Linked DNA regions of Sus scrofa: all the other regions are linked to region 3. Evidence: chromatin contacts called from public Hi-C, HiChIP or PLAC-seq and promoter capture Hi-C data. All regions are on one chromosome and are shown on one strand. Each heading gives the region's core, a stretch centred on a gene start, on an enhancer-like site or on the middle of the called end of the contact. The rest is flanking DNA. Distances are from core to core; before and after follow the strand shown. Region 1 holds the start of HINFP (histone H4 transcription factor). Region 2 holds the start of RNF26 (RING finger protein 26). Region 3 holds the start of DDX6 (probable ATP-dependent RNA helicase DDX6). Region 4 holds the start of KMT2A (histone-lysine N-methyltransferase 2A).

What was found. Promoter capture Hi-C pulls out the DNA fragments that hold promoters and counts their contacts. Hi-C and Micro-C count contacts between places; a contact is called where the count stands out from the background. HiChIP or PLAC-seq counts read pairs in DNA pulled down with a chosen protein or histone mark.
Region 1: a contact with region 3 is called in a Hi-C map of skeletal muscle, with 5 times the contacts expected there. The contact joins the promoter of HINFP here to the promoter of DDX6 in region 3. A contact is called at or near these places in 2 of 47 Hi-C or Micro-C datasets (liver and skeletal muscle) and 1 of 2 datasets of contacts at active chromatin or transcription factors (alveolar macrophages).
Region 2: a contact with region 3 is called in a promoter capture Hi-C map of fetal liver, with 2.8 times the contacts expected there. The contact joins the promoter of RNF26 here to the promoter of DDX6 in region 3. A contact is called at or near these places in 1 of 5 promoter capture datasets (fetal liver) and 1 of 2 datasets of contacts at active chromatin or transcription factors (alveolar macrophages).
Region 4: a contact with region 3 is called in an H3K27ac HiChIP or PLAC-seq map of alveolar macrophages. The contact joins the promoter of KMT2A here to the promoter of DDX6 in region 3. A contact is called at or near these places in 1 of 47 Hi-C or Micro-C datasets (heart right ventricle) and 1 of 2 datasets of contacts at active chromatin or transcription factors (alveolar macrophages).

Annotation. Positions count from the first base shown.
Region 1 is chr9:46,334,355-46,337,647 of Sscrofa11.1, forward strand. It overlaps HINFP (histone H4 transcription factor), which reads left to right and starts at 1,776. Exons shown (of 10, transcript XM_005667424.3): 1 at 1,776-2,041.
Region 2 is chr9:46,542,024-46,545,623 of Sscrofa11.1, forward strand. RNF26 (RING finger protein 26) reads left to right here and starts at 1,709. Exons shown (of 1, transcript XM_005667432.3): 1 at 1,709-3,600. The coding sequence starts at 2,302.
Region 3 is chr9:46,061,675-46,065,359 of Sscrofa11.1, forward strand. DDX6 (probable ATP-dependent RNA helicase DDX6) reads right to left here and starts at 1,583. Exons shown (of 13, transcript XM_021062947.1): 1 at 1,470-1,583. It overlaps LOC106504894 (proline-rich receptor-like protein kinase PERK2), which reads left to right. Exons shown (of 2, transcript XM_013979478.1): 2 at 916-1,713. The coding sequence ends at 1,713.
Region 4 is chr9:45,741,824-45,745,542 of Sscrofa11.1, forward strand. KMT2A (histone-lysine N-methyltransferase 2A) reads left to right here and starts at 1,743. Exons shown (of 37, transcript XM_021062912.1): 1 at 1,743-2,204. The coding sequence starts at 1,773.

The DNA of each region.
Region 1 (3,293 bases), core at 526-3,025, 270 kb after region 3:
TATGAAGTGACAGAGCTGTATTGGGGAAATATAGGAAAGGGATGTCCAGAAAGACTTCCAGGAAAAAGAAGCATCTTCCTTGAGACCAGAAGAATGAGTAGGAATCAGTCATAGTGGGAAGGGGAGGGGAAGATTGTTCCAGACAGAGGAAACAGCAAGTACAAGGCAGGAAAGGAAAGGCAACTAGGTGTGCTGGAGACACTGAAAGCAATTTGGGGTTGGAGAGCAGAGACTGAAAGCAAGAAGCACTCAGGATACACACGGTTGGAGAGAAGTATGCAGGACCCAGATACTGAAGGATCTGTTGTGGTCTCTGCATGCAGGTGGAAAAAGAATCTGGACTTAAACCAAGATGTGTGGGGAGTTCCCGTCATGGCTCAGTGGTTAACAAATCTGACTAGGAACCATGAGGTTGTGGGTTCGATCCCTGGCCTTGCTCAGTGGGTTAAGGAGAGCTATTGCCATGAGCTGTGGTATAGGCCGAAGATGTGGCAGATAGGCCATTGGCTATAGCTCCAATTAGACCCCTAGCCTGGGAACCTCCATAAGTGGTTTCTAGAAAAGAAAAACAAATAAACGAAAAACAAAACCGAGATGTAGAAAAGACAAGTTTATTAAGGCAAGGGACACTGCTAACACAGTGGGCCAACATCCTGATAACCAGGAAGAGCTGACTCTGGGCACATGGTTTTATAGCCCAAAGACAAAAGAGTACAAGGAGTGCTCTTGCCATACACCTGTTGGCCTGCTGATTGGTAGGGGAAGAAAGGGGTCTTCTGATACATTTCCTGGTTGGTTGGGAAAGGATAAGGTCTTTGGATACACTTGCTGGTTGGCTGGAGGCATATGTTGCCTATAGGGGCGTCCTAAGGAGCGAGCTACATACCTTTTCTAGTGGGGGGCAGGAAGGAGTAGGCCAGGTTAACCCAGGAGAGGAGGTGAGGAGTGAGCCACATACCTTTCCTTGCAGGGGGCAGGCAGGAGTAGGCCAAGTTGCTGGGTGGGGAGGTCCTTAGGAACATTGTAACAGTTACAGCGACACAGGTGGGCTGATAAGGGTCTGGCAATTCTATTTGCTGGAGGCTTGAGTTTTATTTCCTTGGAGAAGCCTTGCGTCCCACAGGATCTAGAAAACCTTAGTATGGGTTTTCCAGACAGCAAAATGCCCTTGAGCGATTAAAACAGGGCAGTGGTTTGATCAGATTTGCTCTTTGTAAAGATCACCTTGAGAATAATTTGGGGGGAAGCAAGAGTGCTCGCAGTGGAACCAGTTAGGTTAGCATAGACACCTGGGTTGAAGGACGTTAATGGACTAGAGAGGGGGCGGCAAAGATTAAGAACCAGGGGTGATTTCGAGATCCTGTGTTTTTATGGGGTAGAATTCACAGGATCTGGCAATGGATTGGATGTGACGTGTGAAGGAGAAATCTGGCTGACTGCCGGTTTTCTGACTTGAAGGCGCCGTTTCCACCGAGCCGCGCGTGACACGCAGAGGTTTGGGGGGAAAAGGGGATGGCGGAAGGAATACTGCTATTTAAGAAACAGTAAGATCAAGAAGGCGAAGAACCCCCAGTTTGGGCTCAGCGGTGCTGGCTGTTCTGAGGATCGAGCTTTGCACACCTCCTACTCTGCCTCCCCCTTGTCCTTGGTCTCACCGCCCACGCGGCTAGCTAGCGCTTTAAGCAACTGAGCTGGGAGACCCCACGCGGCGCCCAACCCGAACCCTGCGCATGCCCAGTGGGTGCCGTGTGCCGAGCCTGCGCAGTTGGGGGAATTCGGGCCTTTGGGATCCCCATCAGCGCCCCGCCTGGAGCCGGGCGAAGCCCGCAGCGTTACCTTTCCTCGCGGCCCGCCGCCCCTCACTCCCGCCCCTTCCGTGTTTTGGTCGCGCACGGGTTCCGTCAGTCGCAGAGGCAATTGGCTGTTAGAGGGATCCGAGAATGGTGATTGGCTGCCTTTGGCCGTCGCTCTAGCGCCCTCCCGGAGACCGGGAGATCGTGCGAGGTGGGAGGAGAGCTGGGGACCCGGGAGCCGACAGGCGGTAAGTTGGGGACTCCGGGTTTGGCGGGGACAGCGTTGGGCAGCGCTCTGGCCGGCTGCCAAGGCCAGGCTCCTCTCCGGGCGCTTCGGCGAGTCTCCCTCTTGCAACTTGGCCACGCTAGTCTGCTTGGCGCATGCAGCGTCCCTGGTCCCCAACCCCGGTTTGAACCTCCATGCTTTGCCATCTGAGGCTTCGCTGTTGCTGAAACACGGTCGCCTCCACGCCTTAGGGGGAAGCTTGTGGAGCAGGCAGGGAGAGGTTTACCCGCTGGGGTGGTCTCCTTCCTTTTCTCCGAATTCTACCACTGCTCCAGGGGCCCTGTCCCCATCGCTAAGGGCAAGCGTTCCCTGGCCACTGGGGCATCTTCCTGTCTAGCTCTCGATCCTCGCGCGCTTTGTTTTGGTCGTTGTCTAAACACGTCAGAGCCTTATCTCTTCGGCCAATTTGTGAATCCTTAGAAGGTTCTGAACCGGGTCACTCCTTTCTTGAATACCATTCAGCGTTCATTCGGTGCTTGCCTTACCGTTTATATTCTTTAAGTATGGGCTGATTGCTTATAACTATAACTCCTGATGAAAGGAAAGGTTAGGAATCCTTCCACTTGCCTTTTGTCGACCTTTTTGTAGAATTCATACTTAAATCATCTCACCCTCAGAAGCAAGAATATGAAGAGCCAACACTTGTTGAGTTCTAGCAGTGTGTTAGGCTATTATTTTAATATTCATTATCTGGTTTAATCCACACATCAATTCATTGAGACATGATTATTCCTATGCCATGTGGGAAACCTTGCTTTAAGTAACTTGCCTAAGGTCACAGAGCTAATAAATGTTGGAGTTTTCTAATCAGATCTGTTGAATCCCTCACCCATTACTGTGATATTAGTACCTTATTCTACATTTAAGAAAAGCTAGGTGATTTGTCCAAAAGTAAAGCAATAAGTTATAAATTTACTTTTAACATTAAAAGAACTCCTAGTAGGGTATGTGTTGGCCCTGCAGTTAGAACCGAACAGAGCACAGACCACACCTTCTAGAGCTCACAGCTTATTGGAGGACACTGACAAAATAGCTACTCAATAAAACATGCTTTGGGTATTATGTATATGGGTATGCTGTCTCTGAGGAATAGGGAATCAGACGAGAAGAGGTAAGACAGGCAGGTGTGGGAAGAGAATGGAGCAAACTCCCTGACTTTGAATTCTGTCTCCATCACTTCTTAGCTTTGTGATCTTAGGTAAATTACTTAACCT
Region 2 (3,600 bases), core at 459-2,958, 480 kb after region 3:
GAGCAGTAGCTCCTCCTTAGTATCAGTGAGGTGTATATTCAAATCAGCCAAAGGGCGGTCCTCAGACTCCTGCCCTTGGTCTGAATCTGAACGCGGGCCTCATCCCATCCCCACCCAATGACCTGAGGCAATTCCCTCACCTCCACTAGTCGAGCAAGCCTGCTTGGTTCTGATGGTTTCTTGAGCAATTATTAACTTACAGTGGTCTCCCAGCGTCCCCTAGGTTTCCCTCTTTACCTATGGTCCCTTACTGGGACTTCTACAACTACCTGTGCCTACTCCATCCCTATCAAATGTATGCTGCATATCTCAGCAGCGTATCAGTGGTGCTTTGGGAAATGAAGGATTCAGGCAGCGTTCTGGGTGGCGTGAAGGGTACAGACACTTTCAGGGGTCCCGACCAGAGTGGAAAGGAAGAGTTCCGTGTGCCAACTAAAAACTGTCCCTAGCCACTGTAATTGCTGACCTTCAACACACCCTGAAATGAGCTCAGGACAGAGGTCAGGAGTGAGGCTGTCTGTGCTCTGGGAAAAACCGGCAGAAGAGGCCTTCAGGTAGTTAGATATTTTCAGATGATTTCATGAGCCCCATTTCTTGTATCTTCTTATATCTAGAAAAGCACTAAAATCATTCATGGATATTCGTGATTAGCAGCAACCTTCTTGTGACCAGAAGCAATTTCCTGCCAAAATGTGTGCTGGATTGCACGCATCCCTTTTCACCAGAATCGCATATATACTTACCAACCCCTTTACCTCTTCGGAGCAGTTCCTCAGAGCTATCTGAGAGGCTGTCTCCCTTGCTATAGCTCTCATTTTGCCCCAAATAAAACAACTCACAACTCTCGTGCTGTGCATTTTCTTTTTTGTTTTTCCCAGTTGACAAACTTAAGTAGGAAATTAAAGCAATGGAGGCCAGGGGAGGGATAAAGATCCCCCAGGAATCCTTAGGCTTCTCGATATAGTTGGAACAGGATCTTATATATTTCGAATATTATTTGAATATTAAAGGAAAGGAGAAATTTTCGAGGAGCCTACTAAGAACATTCAAGCATAGATGTCTAACTAAAGTGCTCAAGTAAACAAATAGGGCCTGGGCTGGGAAGCGTGAGTTATTTCCGGTCTCTGACTGCCTTTTCTCACTGACAATAAAGTAATCTCCTGAGGATGCTGAAAAAAACCCGTGACAGGACTTGAGGAAACAGTTTGGAATAGCAGCTTGGGAATTCCCTGTCACAATCTGTTTCCTCTTAGAAACTGCTTGTGAGCAAGCACGTCTAAAATATTTTTCGTATCCCTAGGGCAACTGTAGGAGCTCAGTAAATGACAGAATAAATGAATGAATGGAGGAGGACGAGGGACCGAATCTGAGGTTGCAGAGGCTGTGCAATCCCAGAGCCCAGCTCAGAGGCACAGACTAGCAACCCACGCCTAAAGGTATCAAACCCACAGGCCTAGAGACAGATGAGCGCGCACATCACCCAGGTCCAAGGCCCTGCTTCTTTAGGGGGCGGAGCTAGGGGGCAGAGTCCTCCTCTGACCAATCACCGCCACAAGGGGGCGGGGAATTCAATGTTTCCGCCCCTCCTTGGTAAATTACTAAATATGTGTGGGCGCCGTTCAAACGGACCAATGAGTGCTCGACGTTTCCTGCGGTTGGACCTCGCCGATTGGCCAGAGTTCATTGTCCCTCCCTCCTTGTCACGCCTCTTGCCCCACCCTTTCGCACACAAGATGGCGGCACCCAGAGGAGTAGAGGCCGCGCCTAGGGTTTGCTGAGGCTCCCTTCCCCACTGCCCCTTCGAGCGCAAAGCGCCGCGAGCCCAGAGGACGGGGGCCGGGCGGGGACAGGGGCACCTGCGTAGCTGGACCGCGAGTCCGCGCCCAGCCTGCGCCGCCCCCACCCGGCCCCGGCCTGACCCCATCCCTTCGGTTCCCGATCTCCTCTCGGTCTGACCCATTGCCCGGCCGTGGTACGCCACCACCAGGCCTCCAAAGCTGAGGTTTCTCCTCCAGCCCGGGATCACCTTCACTTTAGAGATGTTTGGCCTCTTCCCTCCCAAACAGCCTTCCTTCAAAACCGGGACTCCTGGACCGGTACCTGGCCCCCTTTCCCTCCCCTGAGACTCCACTTCCTTCTAACTGGCTTCTTCCTCAGATTCTCCCTGGATTGGAGACTTCTCACCTCCCTTACAAATTAATCCCTGACCCCCTTTCCCCCGCCCCTTAAACATTGACCACCGTGACACCCTTCTAACCGGGAGCCAGATTTCATTTTGTACTAATCCCCATAGCCCCTATCATGGAGGCTGTGTATCTAGTAGTGAATGGGGTGGGCCTGTTGCTGGATGTGCTGACCTTGGTGTTGGACCTCAACTTCCTGCTGGTGTCCTCCCTCCTGGCTTCCCTGGCCTGGCTCCTGGCCTTCATCTACAACCTGCCACACACGGTACTGACTAGTCTTCTACACTTGGGCCGCGGAGTCTTGCTTTCACTGCTGGCCTTGATCGAAACCGTGGTCCGCTTCACCTTTGGGGGCTTGCAGGCCTTGTGTACAGTACTCTACAGTTGCTATTCTGGCCTGGAGAGCTTAAAGCTCCTGGGGCATCTGGCCTCTCATGGGGCACTTAGGAGCCGCGAGATCCTGCACCGGGGCGTCCTCAATATGGTCTCCAGTGGCCATGCTTTGCTGCGCCAGGCCTGTGACATATGTGCCATTACCATGAGCCTGGTGGCCTACGTGATCAACAGCCTGGTCAACATCTGCCTCATTGGCACTCAGAACCTCTTCTCCCTGGTGCTGGCCCTGTGGGATGCAGTGATGGGGCCTCTGTGGAGGATGACAGATGTGGTGGCTGCCTTCCTAGCCCACATTTCCAGCAGTGCTGTGGCCATGTCCATCCTCCTCTGGACCCCCTGCCAACTAGTACTGGAGCTCCTGGCCTCAGCTGCCCGCTTCCTGGCCAGCTTTGTGCTTGTCAATCTCACCGGCCTGGCACTGCTGGCTTGTGTGCTGGCAGTGACGGTGACTGTGTTGCACCCGGACCTCACCTTGAGGCTGGCCAGTCGGGCCTTCAGCCAGCTTCATGCCCGGCCATCCTACCACCGGCTCAGAGAGGATGTTGTGCGGCTTTCTCGTCTAGCACTGGGCTTGGAGGCGTGGCGCCGAGTCTGGAGCCGTAGCTTGCAGCTGGCGAGCTGGCCAAACCGAGGAGGGGCACCTGGGGCCCCCCAGGGTGGCCCTAGGAGGGTGCCCTCAGACAGGACCTGGCGACAGGACACTCTCCCTGAAGCAGGGCCCAGAACAGAGGCGGAAGGGGAGGAGGTCAGGATGGCCAGAATGACAGCTGCCCGGGGCCGGGAGAGGCTCAATGTGGAGGAGCCTATAGCTGGGCAAGACCCGTGGAAGTTGCTGAAGGAGCAAGAGGAGCGGAAGAAGTGTGTTATCTGCCAGGATCAGAGCAAGACAGTGCTGCTTCTGCCGTGTCGGCACCTGTGCCTGTGCCAGGCCTGCACTGAGATCCTGATGCGCCACCCCGTCTACCACCGCAACTGCCCTCTGTGCCGCCGGGGCATCCTGCAGACCCTCAATGTCTACCTC
Region 3 (3,685 bases), core at 333-2,832:
GTATTGACAGGTTTATATTATGATCAGCAATACCAGCTACTTCACACCAGAAGACTGGTTTGCAAAGCACTAAGAGGATGAAGAAGGCAACCTCTAAAGATTAAATGATATCATCACTGTCCATTATACACACAAGACCTTCTATCTTCCTATATCCAAAATGTGACTATGTGATAACTGCTCCCCTCTTAATTAAGCTAAAGCCTGCACTGCAGCTTTATGTCTCAGGAAAGGAAATATTCCTCCTACCCTTTCTCAATTTAGATTTGCAAGTTATATTTCTACATTTTCAAAAATACGAACGACACACAGACTAGTTGGGAGGAGCCCCTAGCGGAGTTAATTACAGCACTTTCCAGATCGTAGTTAGCAACTGACAGTTTCACACGCCAAACTGTACCGTCATCTCCAAAAAGACCTTTTGTTTGCAAATGCAGCGCAGTTTCTCTAAGCTTGGTGTGCAAGTTAGAGTGACTGTTCTATTTTGAAGGGATGAGGGGACTGTCGAAGAGAAAGGGGACTGGGCGATAAGGGAAAGAAACAAGCCAATGATTCGAGCTCCCTAATTGTAGGGAAATCATTTCTTGCTTCTATCTTCTCACCCCCACCCAAAAAAACCCACACACTTCAAGTCAGCTCTCTGGACCCATAAACACAAAAGGGCTGGAGCCCTGCAATCGTATCTGCGCAACAAGAGCAGGGAACCAGCTCCGCGGGTAGGGAACAATAGGGACTCCCCCAAAAAGGCCCCAAAGAGAAACCCTTAAGTCAGAAGGCCTGTTCTTTTCTCCAAGAATCCGGGGCTCCAAGATCACCGCCTTGTTATTGACCTACACGGCCTTACTCAGATCAAACAGCCGGTCCTCTTCCAAACCAAGCTCTCCCGACACCGCATATCCCTGCCGCCCCCTATAGGGCCGCCTTTTACCCAGTAACCTCCACCATCTCCCTAAGTCCTTGCTGCCTCCTACGGTCCCACCTTCCCTCATCTTCTACAAAACTCCTCTGCGAACTTCGCCCGCTCCTTCTCCAGACCCTGTCGCGCACCACATTGCTCCATCCTACTCCTCCCGGGCGCCCCCACCCCACACAGCTGCCGCCCGCCACCCGCCTTCCTCCCCAGGGCCCGGCCAGGCCTCAGGCCTCCACCTCAGACCCCCTTTCAGAGCTGCCGGGGGGCTACCCGCAGCCTCGGCGTCAACGCCGACCTCCACCCCCCCGCCTCACCCCACTTCCCGCGGCTCGAGCCCGAGTCCTACCACCGAGGCCACTCCCGCTCGGCACCCCCGGTCCTTTATTGTTGACTCGAAGCTCCCAAAATGGCGGCCGCTCCTTCCTCCTCGGAAACCTCCGCCCGCCCCCACCCGGCCCCTCGCTTCGGCCTCCTCCCGCCCCGCCCCCGCTCAGCTGCCAGGGCTGCACTGCCGACCAGCCAGCGCCTGCCCGCTCCCGGGGCCGTCCAGCCCTACCTCCGCCGCTGCCCGCGCTCAAGGCGCCGTCGAAGCCGCCGCCCGGACTGAGCTAACTCGGCTCCCCCGCTCCCTGCCCCCCTCCTCCCTGCGTTCTCCGCATGGCGGCCGCTGCGGCTCCTCCTCCGCGCAAGATGGCGAGACTCCGGCCGCCGCCGCAGCTGTGTCGGCCGCGGCGTCTCAGTCTGTCCTGCTTCGCGACAGGACAAATCCTGGCCAGGGAACCTACCCGAGGAGAAAATGAAGGCCTGTGCTTTCCTACGGATCCGGGACTCACGGGGCCCCGGTGGAGGGGAAGTCGGAAGGGAAATACGGCTCCCTTTCTGAAGGGAAAGGAGGGCTGCTCTTTCTACAGCTGAGGAGAAATGATAGGGGAATGGTCGCTGGGAAGGGTCCCCCTAGAGTGGAAATCGGGAGCGTGGGACCTGAGGAGGATCTGCTTTTTCCTGACCAAAGACCGGGTAGCGGCTCGGGGACGGGAGAGCTGACCTGACATCTCCCGCGGGCGAAGGAGGCTGCTGCAGGACCGAGGGGTCGCGTCCGAGCCCCTCCGGCCTCCATCCAGGAACACGCGGAACCAGTAGTCTGGAGGCGCCAGCGCGCGCCGGGGTTTGGGCACCGGAAGGGGGGCCAGCCGGGACCGGTGCAGCGGGGAGAACCCCGGGGAGCGCGCGGGGCTGGGGACAGGGGGCGCTGTGTCAGGGCAAGCGGGGGGTGGGGGAGACTGTAGAGGCGGATCTGGCGCGGGGGTGTTGGGATGCTGAGTAGCCAAGGTGCGACCACGGCCGGAACCCGGAGAGCGAGCCTCAGGAAAGAGAATGGGACACTGGGGCAGCGATCCTCCTCGCTCTGCTCCAAAGAGCAATTCTCAGAGAGGGAACCAGGGAGGCCTAGCCTCTCCCAAAGGAAAGAAACACTGAGTCAGTTATTATAGGAATAAGAGCTCTGCACATAAATGGGGAACCAGAAGACCGAAGGCGACTCCCTTTCCAGATTGACCCTCATCAGAAAGATAATTATGTATTTATACCCATAAATATTTTTCACATCTGAATGTCTCCGTTTATCCTTAACAAAAATAACAGGAATGGACTCTTGTTCCAGGTAAAACAAGAACTGGAAGCTAGAACGTTTAAGTTAGGTCCAGGGAAAATATAAACCTGGGTCTCACCCAGCTGAGAGACAATATACAGGGCAATGACCAAACCATGTGTTGACGACCCTCAACTTCTGCTTCCAGTAGCACGAGAGGCGAAACCACAGCCTCTGCAGTGACGGAAGGGGCAAAAAACTTCGTCGTTGACTGCCAGCTTCCCGAATTTTTGCCCCTGCTCCCAACTCGGGACCAATCAGAGAAAGCCAAATATATTCCCTCAAACCAATCACTTAAGATGCCCAGTTTCTAGTTAGCCCGCCTCCAGCTACCCCGTGTTAACAACCTCCAATCAGAGCATACCCTGAAGCTTTACCGCCGCCCCCTGCCCTTTTTTTTTAATTTAATTTTTTTTTTTTTTTTTTTTTTTTTTTTTAAACTGCCGGCCTCTAAGTCTACCAAACTAAGAGAAGGCGGCTGGCTCCCTTGTTACAGCAAGCTTTGAATGAATAGCCTGTTCTCATTGGTGGTCTTCGTTTATTTTATTTCCACACAGCCTAAGGAAAGGTGGTAGAGAAGTGTGAAAAAGCTGTTCTTGAGATTTTTTAATTCCCTTTAATTTGTTCATCTAAATTTGTAGTATGTGGTCTCCCACCCAGCTTTTAAAACATCCACTCATTTAAGGGAATAACTGGCATCTTGTGCCCATCCCGGAGAAAGAATGGCTAAGTGGTTCTTTAAGAAAATGTTGAAGTATGAGGCCTCACTGTCTTTCCAAGTAGCAGGAATGTGAAGGGGAGGAGAGCAAAAAGGGAGTGGGAGGGAGGAGAGCCTAGGGATTTAAAACAGGCCACAGCCCGCTCAGGTCTCTTTCCCTAGACCGCTCAGACCAGCCAAAGGAAAGGGATGTGTTCATAAATAAACTGTTACCTTCAAAGGGGGCCTGACTGAGGTCTTGACAAAAACCAAAAGTGAGGTGCCATTTCTTCTGCAGCCAAGAGCAGAATATGAAATAGCTGCCTATTCTCACCTAAAAATCTGCCAGGGTTAAAACCTTTCAAGAGTCTGCATAATATTGTTATAAGATTGTCAGATATCCCTCCAGTTTGTTTATGTCAGCCCT
Region 4 (3,719 bases), core at 493-2,992, 320 kb before region 3:
GTGCGCTTTGCAAACCATCTGGGCTCCATCCTGCGCGGTTGGAACCACGATCGATCTGGGACGAGTTGGGGGAGTTGGGGCTTGCCTGTGTCTTCTCCCTTTCTCTGTTCATCTCTAGCCCCCACCCCATCTTACGCTCTGCACAAACGTTTCGCGGGTGGAGGGACTTAGGTTTTCAGCACCAGGAGGCCGTGGACCTTCTCTGAAGGCGTGTAGTGCACCCTCCAGAGGGCCAGAACTGACTGCAACCTGCTCACTACGACCCTCCCTGTCCTCAAATTCGCCGCCCCAGGCTGTAATATTGCATGCCCGGCGCTGTACCGGTGCGGGAGTCCAGAAAGGCTGCGTGACCTTCCAGCGAACTCCACCTCGGCTTGGGGGGGGGCGGGGGGAGGGCCGGATGGAGGCTGCCCGGGGGCCTGCAGGCTGTGTATCGATCCCCCAGTCTCAGCCAACGCAAGTTCTCCCGGTACAAACCCCTCCCTTCCTTCTGTGCTTTCCCAGCCTTGCAGGCTTCTAACGCCTAGCTTGAGGCGCCCTCCCCTCTTTCCCGCAATAAAGTAAACCCGTGGATATTCATCTCCGGCCCTAACCCTCCTCCTTCCCCCTCCCCCCTCCGCCTACTAACCCCGCGCACACAGCTCGCCGCTGGCGGGCCCCTTCCACCCAGTGTATCATAATGCTCAACGCTCTTCTCCTCCCCCTCTCTTAATCAGAAACGTGCTCGCGAACCCCCCTCCCTCTGCGTGCATACATTAGGGTCTGCTTTGCATGCAGCGGCAGGCAGGGAAGGGAGGAAGAAGGGGCGGGGGCGCTTTTGCCCGCCTCTTCCCTCCAGGCCCCGCTAGCCACCCAGCTTCAGCCTCGTTGTAACGCCGCCTCGTTAGCGGAGCACGCCGTGGCCCCCATGCCCGGGCTGGCGAAACACAACGCAACTCTTTGCAAAAGGGCACGAAAGCCAGAGGTTCCTCAGCCCCGAGCGCATAATAGGGCAAGGAGGTGGCGGGAGCTGAATCTCTCCGGGTTTGCGTTTTGGAGAGAGCTCCAGCATGGAAATGGGAGGGGCTTTTTATTTTTTAAAGCGCATTCACTGAGGGCCTTTCTGTTTTGCATAGAGTAAACTGGACAATAATTCTGTCTTGCCTGTAAGCACAATAAGGGCTCTTTTATTCTAGAAGCGTTAAATCCAGGCTAACCATCTCGTATCCATGCCTCGAGGCGGAGAAGGCGCACTCGTCCCCGACCCGGCCGCCGCGTTAGACTGGAGGCTACTCTCCCGGGCGGTTCGATTCCCAGCGCATCCCGGGAACGTGTGTAATCAGCTTCTCGGCTCTTGAGGCTGCGGGCGGCCGGGATCCCTCCGCCTCCATCCTCCCCGTAGCCCTCGCCCCTCCCCCTCTCCCCGGAACCCGCGCTCCGCGTCGGGCTCCTGGGCTTCCTTCCCCCCTCCTTTTCCAGAGCAATGCCGCTCCCGGAGGGCGGGGCATGCAGTTATCCAGGTTGCGGGGCGGGAGGGCGGGCGGCAGGCGGCGGCCCGGGCCTCGGGATGGCGTAGCCGCGGCTCGGCGTTGGCAGCGCGGGCCTGAGCCCGCTATACAGCTTGCTGGGCCGGCTGGCGCGGCCCGGCGCTCGGCATAGCGGCCGCGGGGTGCAGGCGGCCGGGCGGCGCCGAGCGGGCCGGGCAGGTTCCGGGGCCCGCGCCCCCCCCTCCGCCTCCCCGCCCCCCTGTGTTGTCGCCTCTCCCTCTCGCTGCTTCACTTCACGGGGCGAACATGGCGCACAGCTGTCGGTGGCGCTTCCCCGCCCGACCCGGGACCACCTGGGGCGGCGGCGGCGGGGGGCGCCGGGGCCTAGGGGGCGCCCCGCGGCAACGCGTCCCGGCCCTGCTGCTTCCCCCCGGGCCCCCGGGCGGCGGCGGCGGCCCCGGGGCGCCCCCCTCCCCCCCGGCTGTGGCGGCCGCGGCGGCGGCGGCGGGAAGCGGCGGGGCTGGGGTTCCAGGGGGAGCGGCCGCCGCCTCAGCAGCCTCCTCGTCGTCCGCCTCGTCTTCGTCTTCGTCATCGTCCTCAGCCTCCTCTGGGCCGGCCCTGCTCCGGGTGGGCCCGGGCTTCGACGCGGCGCTGCAGGTCTCGGCCGCCATCGGCACCAACCTGCGCCGGTTCCGGGCCGTGTTTGGGGAGAGCGGCGGGGGAGGCGGCAGCGGAGAGGTAAGGGGGCGAGGAACCCCCAGGTCCGGGGTCTCGACCCTCTGCTGAGCCCCCTCCCCTCCCCCATCCGGGATTGTGGAGCATCCCAATTCGGGGACCATCCTGGGGTCCCTGACCCGGGGCAGATGGCCCTCCCATTTCGGGGCCCCCATATAGGGGTGCGGGCCCCTAGGCGCCCCCACCCCGGGATTCCGACCCATCAGGCCGAGCGCGTTTGCCTCCCACCCTCGTTCCTCTGACCCTTCCCCAAATCCCTTGGCACAGACCCCTCTCCCGGGTTTCCCATCCCGGGACTGAACCCCTCCTCCCTTTCACAGATTACCTCATCCGAGCAAGATTCCTCCCTCCCTCCCTCCTTCCTAGAGACTTGATCCCGCCACATCCCCGCCTCCCTCTCTAGGCAGATGTTTTACTCCTGGGCAGTTTTCCTCTTGGGCATCTCTCTGGTGATGGCCTCATCCAGAGCCACATTCTTCTCCTACCCTTGGGGACCGATGTCCCTTCCAGCACCTTGCTTCCGAAAACCTGATGAACCCTCGCCCAGTCCCCAGGCCAGGTCCCTACACTACCAGCCACTCCCCCTTCCTTCACTTCCACCCTCAACCCCTACCCCCTGCAGATAGATCCTCCCGTCATCCCGCCTTACCCCACCGGGGAAAATCTACTTTCCTCTCCACCTTGCCTCCCTTCACCTCCTTTTCCTTTGAAGGTAACGGTGAGCTCCTCATACAGCAGTGTTCCCCCATCTTAGAGCTGCAGTTTCTAGCCTTTTGGTAGCAGGGGATTACTCTACCTTCACGCCATCCTTTCCCTCCTTTAGAATGAAGGATTAGTGGCATCTTTGAGGGAAAAATAGTCCACTGTCCCCTAGGCGCAGAGAAGAGCAGCTTTCTACCATTTCCCCTGGAGAGGAGGCAGGCTTTCCCTCCAGCTCTGGGGAAGGGGCCCCGTGAGGGGAGGTGTTTGTGGGGGGACCGGGGCAGCATCCTCCCAGGGGAAGCAGCTGCTCTCCTACCCCACCCACTGCGCCTGAGAGCACGCAGTCTCCAGTCCTAGCTCCCTCCCACCCTTCTTTTCTCGGTCATTTCGTTATTGATCCACCTTTTCCTAGGCCAATCCTGGGGCTTGAAAGGGCTGGGGGAAGCAAGGTTGGGGTGAGGAGAGTAGATAAGGGACAGTTTTACTTTAGTGTGGTGGTGGCGGCTGCTTCTGGTTGGGAGAAAGGAGGTTATGAAGCAAAGTTATTCCTTAGAAGGAGCAGTTAGGGTTATTGCTAGGATGCATTTAAGGGGGACTCAAGGTGAATGAAAGGTCTGGAGCTTTGCCCCCTTCCCCATTAGTACTGGGGCAAGAATGGGGATGCTTGGATAGGTATTATTCAGCCCCCTTCGGCCAAAAGGAAAGTTGCCCTGGGAAGGGAAGTTGAGTTCAGGTTCTGCCAGCGGCGTTGCGCATTTGTTTTCCATTGGATGCAGGAGGGGGAGTTTGAATTGTTGGGGAAGGGGGAGAATGGGA